Regions from separate parts of the Rattus norvegicus genome. Here region 1 is linked to region 2. The links are chromatin contacts, called in public Hi-C maps. All regions are on one chromosome and are shown on one strand. Each heading gives the region's core, a stretch centred on a gene start, on an enhancer-like site or on the middle of the called end of the contact. The rest is flanking DNA. Distances are from core to core; before and after follow the strand shown.

Evidence for each region. A called contact is a pair of places that touch in the nucleus more often than the background predicts.
Region 1: a Hi-C map of liver shows a contact between it and region 2, with 2.8 times the contacts expected there. The contact joins the promoter of Prkaa2 here to the enhancer-like site in region 2. A contact is called at or near these places in 6 of 12 Hi-C or Micro-C datasets (Schwann cells, hepatocytes, kidney and 3 more).

Annotation. Positions count from the first base shown.
Region 1 is chr5:125,106,984-125,109,683 of GRCr8, reverse strand. It overlaps Prkaa2 (protein kinase AMP-activated catalytic subunit alpha 2), which reads left to right and starts at 1,360. Exons shown (of 9, transcript NM_023991.1): 1 at 1,360-1,460. The coding sequence starts at 1,367.
Region 2 is chr5:125,029,477-125,032,176 of GRCr8, reverse strand. Fyb2 (FYN binding protein 2) reads right to left here. Exons shown (of 20, transcript XM_063261317.1): 20 at 2,310-2,700. Among named protein-coding and RNA genes, the nearest start is that of Sumo2l1, 67 kb to the right of the region's middle. Within about 2 kb of position 1,431, at least 1 of the 93 cell types and tissues checked has an H3K27ac peak or open chromatin away from gene starts, as enhancers often do. A contact at or near this core is called in liver, where this site is marked.

The sequences.
Region 1 (2,700 bases), core at 111-2,610, 78 kb before region 2:
TGGAGAGGGTGTCTTTTATCCCTATAACACGATTGTCTATATAACTGAATGAAGAAAAGAAATAGAAGGAGGGACATAATTGCTCCTGGCTACAGTGGATATGCTGGTTTGTCATTTGTCAAATTGACACAAGCTAGGGTTATTTGAAAGGAGGGAACCTCAATTGAGAAAATGCCTCCATAAGATGTAAGCTGTAAGACATTTTCTTAATTAGTGATCAATGGCCCATTGTAGGTAGTGCCATCTTTGGGCTGGTGGTCCTGGGTTCTGTAGAAAACCAGGCTGTACCAGCCCTGATGAGCCAGCCAGTAAGCAGCACCCTCCCGGTGCTAACCCCCCATGGCCTCTGCATCGGGACTGCCTCCAGGTTCCATGTACTGTTTGAGTTCCCATCCTGACTTCCTTCAGAGATGAACAGTGCTGTGGAAGTGTAACAATAATACCTGTCCTCCCCAACTTGTTTTTTGGCTATGGTGTTTTATCACAATGAAAAAAAACCTTAACTAACACAACGAAGAAGGCTTATTGTAGATAAACGAACGTACAGGCAGAAGCAGGGACGTTTAGGAGAGTCCAGGGTGAACATGGGCAGACTGAGCAGGGCTATGTGAGGAGAGAGGGGGAGTGGGAGCAAGAGAGGAGCCAGGCCTAGAGGGGTGGGTGGTCTGGGCTGAGAGATTAGCACAGCCAAAATGGCTGAATAATCTAGGGACCAGGGGACCTGAGGGAAGGGGCTGGAGTCCCTGGGCTGGAGAGTTCGGGGTAGGAGTCGAGGTATGGCAGGCAGGAGGACCCTATCCCAGTTAGGGACTGAGGGATGCTGAGAGAACCTGGCAGCCAGCGTCATCTTTGATATGTTAATGATAGGCGTCTCCTTGGGCAGTTTGTCCAGGGTTTCGACCTAACAATAACGTGACAAGGAACTACAAAATAAGCGTGAGTTCTAAAACAATGGGGTCGCTATCTGAGGAGGGTACGGACTAGAGCGTTCCCAGTCAAATAAACCTTGCCTGGGGGGAGCGTGCCAGGGGCTAGGGAAGGGCCGCCCTCCCCGCCTGGTCCTGCTGTCCTGAGGCACGTCTCATGGTCTGCACCCCCTCACCCCCACTTCTCTTCAGATTCTCCTTTCACCTCGGTCGCTCTCAGACTCATCCCTTCCATCTTCACCGCCGTGGGCTTTCCTCAGGACGCTTCGGGCTCTGCGCCTCCAGCTCGCGTCCACACACGCCGAGCCGCGCTCACCCTACCGCGCCCCAGGCGTCCCCGTCCCGCCCCCCGGGCCCGCTGCACTGTGGGTAGGCGGTGGCGGCGGCGGCAGCGGCGGCGGCGCTTAGAGCCCGCGGCCCGGGGAGGCCGCGCGCCGAACATGGCTGAGAAGCAGAAGCACGACGGGCGTGTGAAGATCGGACACTACGTGCTGGGGGACACCCTGGGCGTCGGCACCTTCGGCAAAGTGAAGAGTGAGTGCAGCGGCGCGGGCGCGGGGCCGGGTGGCAGGTGGAGCGCTCGCAGGCGAGCCCGGGGCACAGGCACCTGGCGCGGCAGCCGGGGCGTGGGTCAGGGGGACCCACGGTCTGAGCTGTGCCTTGGCGGGGGTGTCTGCGAGCACCCTGTCTTTTCTCTACCCGTCAGCTCACTTGTCTGCAGAATTGGGCGACTGGCCCAGTCCAAAGGGCCCCGAAGCGTGGGGAGGATGGGGTAGTCACGGCGCCGCGGATTGGGAGTGGGTCTCCCACTGGTGCCAAGCGCTCTGCCTGGAGCAGCATCTGTGGTCTCACTTAATCCTTTACGTGGCGTAGCCAGGGTGCGGTCCTCACCTTAAAGGTGAGAGAACGCGAGCTCCGAGGCTTCAGCGGCACGCCCAAGGTCACAGAGAATTGGCAGATTCAGGGTGAGGTCTAAAATGTCCTCCAATTTTGGCCTTGCCGATAAGGCCCCTGGCTTCCCCAGATTCTTCCCTGTCCCAGGCCTTTGATGGTGGAGTTGACTAGGGGCATGCCTAGAGCTGAGAGGTGGCGAGTCCCCTCTGCTGGGTGTGTGAAAACGCTGGAATGCAGCTGGTTGGGCAGAGGCTTTAGGGGAACCCCAGCTCTGCAGGTTGATTGGTGTGTGTAAATTGGTTCTAGGAAGACTTCTGGGGTCAGGGTCTGGGAAAAATGTTCCTTGGTAATGGAATTTGGGTCCCCAAGATGTCAGACTTGCTTAGGCAAGGCGTTTGTTTGATGGCAAATTGTGGGTTTTGGGGGGAAAAAAAAACAGGTTGCTTTTGAAATTTCAACTCCACTTACTAGTTAAGTATTAAACTTTGCTTTGTTTTCTTATTAGTTAATAAGAGTCACATGGGTTTGGTTTGATTACCAGCTCTTGTTAAGAAGATACTTGGTAGCGAGTTGAGAATTAAAAGTGAAACGTTAGCTTTTTTTGTTGAATAAATAGTGGGTAAGCAGTCTGGGAATTTTATGCTAAGGCATATTTTTCACATTTTAACCTCCAGTGAAGACTTGAATAGAAGGCAGGGACTCATCATTCCTGCGAGGATTAACTCCTCTCGGTCTATCTAATACCCATTTGTACAATGAGAAACACTGCTTATTGAATGCTCTTACCACATGCGAGTTACTGTTCCAGGCAACAGAGTTCTAGGAAAGCAAAACCTGAGCTTTCTTGGGACTTTTCCGAGAGGGAAATGCAATCAGAATA
Region 2 (2,700 bases), core at 182-2,681:
GTGGCACTTGAGAGGTGTGGCCTTGTTGGAGTAGGTGTGTCACTGTGGGTATGGGCTTTAATACCCTCATCTTAGCTGCCTGGGAGCAAGTATTCTGCTAGCAGCCTTCAGATGAATATGTAGACTCTCAGCTCTGCCTGCACCATGGCTGCCTGGATGCTGTCATGTTCCGACCTTGATGATAATAGACTGACCCTCTGAACCTATAAGCCAACCCCCATTAAATGTTGTCTTTTATGAGACTTGCCTTGGTCATGGTGTCTGTTCACAGCAGTTAAACCCTAACTAAGACACATAGTGAGTTAATGTACAAAATTGCGACTAGTTTTACACATATAGACACACAGACACACACACACACACACTACTAAAATATTGATAAAACCAAAAATACAACACAAAAATACACAGAATAAAAATATGTACAAACCAATAAAGCAAAACAAACAGGAGGAGGATAGCTCTTATCCTTTCTGGTCTGGAAAATGTTTCAGTCTGTATTTGGGTCATAGCTGAGGGTTGTGTGCTTTGTTGCCAACACTGTGCCTGCATGAAATTCAGCTGTGGAGCCCAGATGACAGGTGCTTACTCACACGTGGGGTGGCTGTGGTGATCTGGACTTGCTTAGGTGATAGCAGGACTTTGGGTGTGGCTAAAGCTTTGGGTGTTAGGGACTAGAGGAAGCCTTGGCAGCATAAGCTGACCTCCAGGGTGACTGACAAGCACCAAAGCCTTGAGGAATGTGCACAGACTGCTAGAGTGATACTGGCAAAACCATGGGATGCTCATGGCAACTCTGATCTGATGAGTGTGACCACCACCTATAGCTGTGCTCTTCCCATTGTAAAGAGATTTTCAAAATATAGCATAGGTTCTGTTATGTGTTTATTATGATTGGGTTCAAAAAGTCTTGAAATTTCTCTCTCTTTTATAAAAATGACCCACTCATTGTTCAATAATGTGTTGTTCTATTTTCATGAAAACTACTCTAATTTTTCTGCTATAGAATTCTAGTTGTTCTTTTTAAAGATTTGATAGGACTTGCTTTGTAAAACTGTGGTCTATTTTTAGGCTGCTGAAAATAATGTGCACTCTGTGGGGGAAATATTATGCAGATGTCTGTCCCACACATTTGAAGGTTACTTGCTTATGTGTCTGGGTGAGAGCAGGGTGTTGAAGTCACCTGCCAGTATTTCTATATGGAGATCAGTCTATGTCTTTATATCCAGCTGGGTCAGTCTAATGAAATTAGGTGCACTGGTATTGTTGAGTATATGTTTAGATTTGTTCCTGGAATCAAAAAGAAGTGACATTGATTGCCTCCTGTGCCTGGCTTCCGTTTGAGTCTAACGGGTCAGACACAGTAGAGCTGTGCCTGCTTGTTCCGTTTACTTGTGCTGATATGTTAAGACTGCATTTGTCCTTTGCCCCTTGGAGTTCACTTCCAAACACAACAAACAGATGAGCTACTGGCACACAAACAACCTACTGGGCTCATCTAGTGTTCTTCTCTGTATGTGTGCTTAGGGTTGAATCCTAGCAGGGAGCGTATTCCTATAGGAGAGAGTTCCTCTCTTGGCAGCCACTGATTGCCTATAGCTCTTCATCTAAGTGTGGGAGCCTTGTGAAATTTCCCTTAGTGAATATTGCAAAGAAGCCTTTTTTGTCTCTGTAATCTGTAACCCCATTAACCTTGAGCCCCCCAAACATTGGCATTTTCTTTTAGCTCAATCCTTGATTGGGTCCCCAGTCTTTAGAGGAAGTCTTCCAAGCAGCACTGCCGGTCAGACTCTGTGCATACTATTTGCCTGAACTTCTCGACAGTCTCCAGAAAGACTATTGATTTTTCTAGTTTCTGCCTTTCTTTCAGACCAAGCTTTGTAACACCTTTCTTAATCCTTAAGCTATTCCATTTATAATGTGATTAGTCTTTCTATTTGTGGTAATGTACCTGTTTATTCTATAAACTTAGAACTCTGTAAATACCTTTGATTCATCTGATTTAGGATGAAATGGCCTTTATGGCAGGTGCCATTGGGACCATGTAAAGGAAGATAGGAGACTAGGGAAGCCTACAAAGTAGATTCAAAGGAGGAAGAATGGGTCTGTCAGGGAAAAGCTCTCTTCATCCCTTCTGCTAAAGCACAATTCTTCCTTCATGTGCAAGGCTATGCCACCTGAATGCAGGTGTCCTGGAGAGCTGAGCATGGTATGCCAACTCCCAGAGTTACAGATACAGTGACTACTGCATGTGGGTGCTGGGAACTGAACTGGAGTCCTCTAGAAGATTAGGAAATGAACTTCAAATGTAGTAGTTGAAAGCATATGCAGACTTTATTAACATACAGTGCATATCAGGTAGAACCAGAATGTTATTTACAACTCTGCAATTTCTATTTACTGTTACGTAAAGGAAATACATTTGGATGTGTTTTAGCCACAGAGACTAATCATTTCCACCGTTTTAACATGGTACAACATGTATATATTTTATATATCTTCACAGTTTTGTTAAATATACTTAAACACAAATGATAGTTCTGGTTGAGTCCAGAAAAGAATCCACTACCCCCACCCCCTGCAGCGAACTGTTCCCTTCATCAGTCCTCGTCTTCTAGTCTTTTGCTTTGGTTAAGAAACAAATCAGGTGATGGTGGCTCAGGTGGTGGTGTCATGGTCATGTAAAGGAATATGAGCACA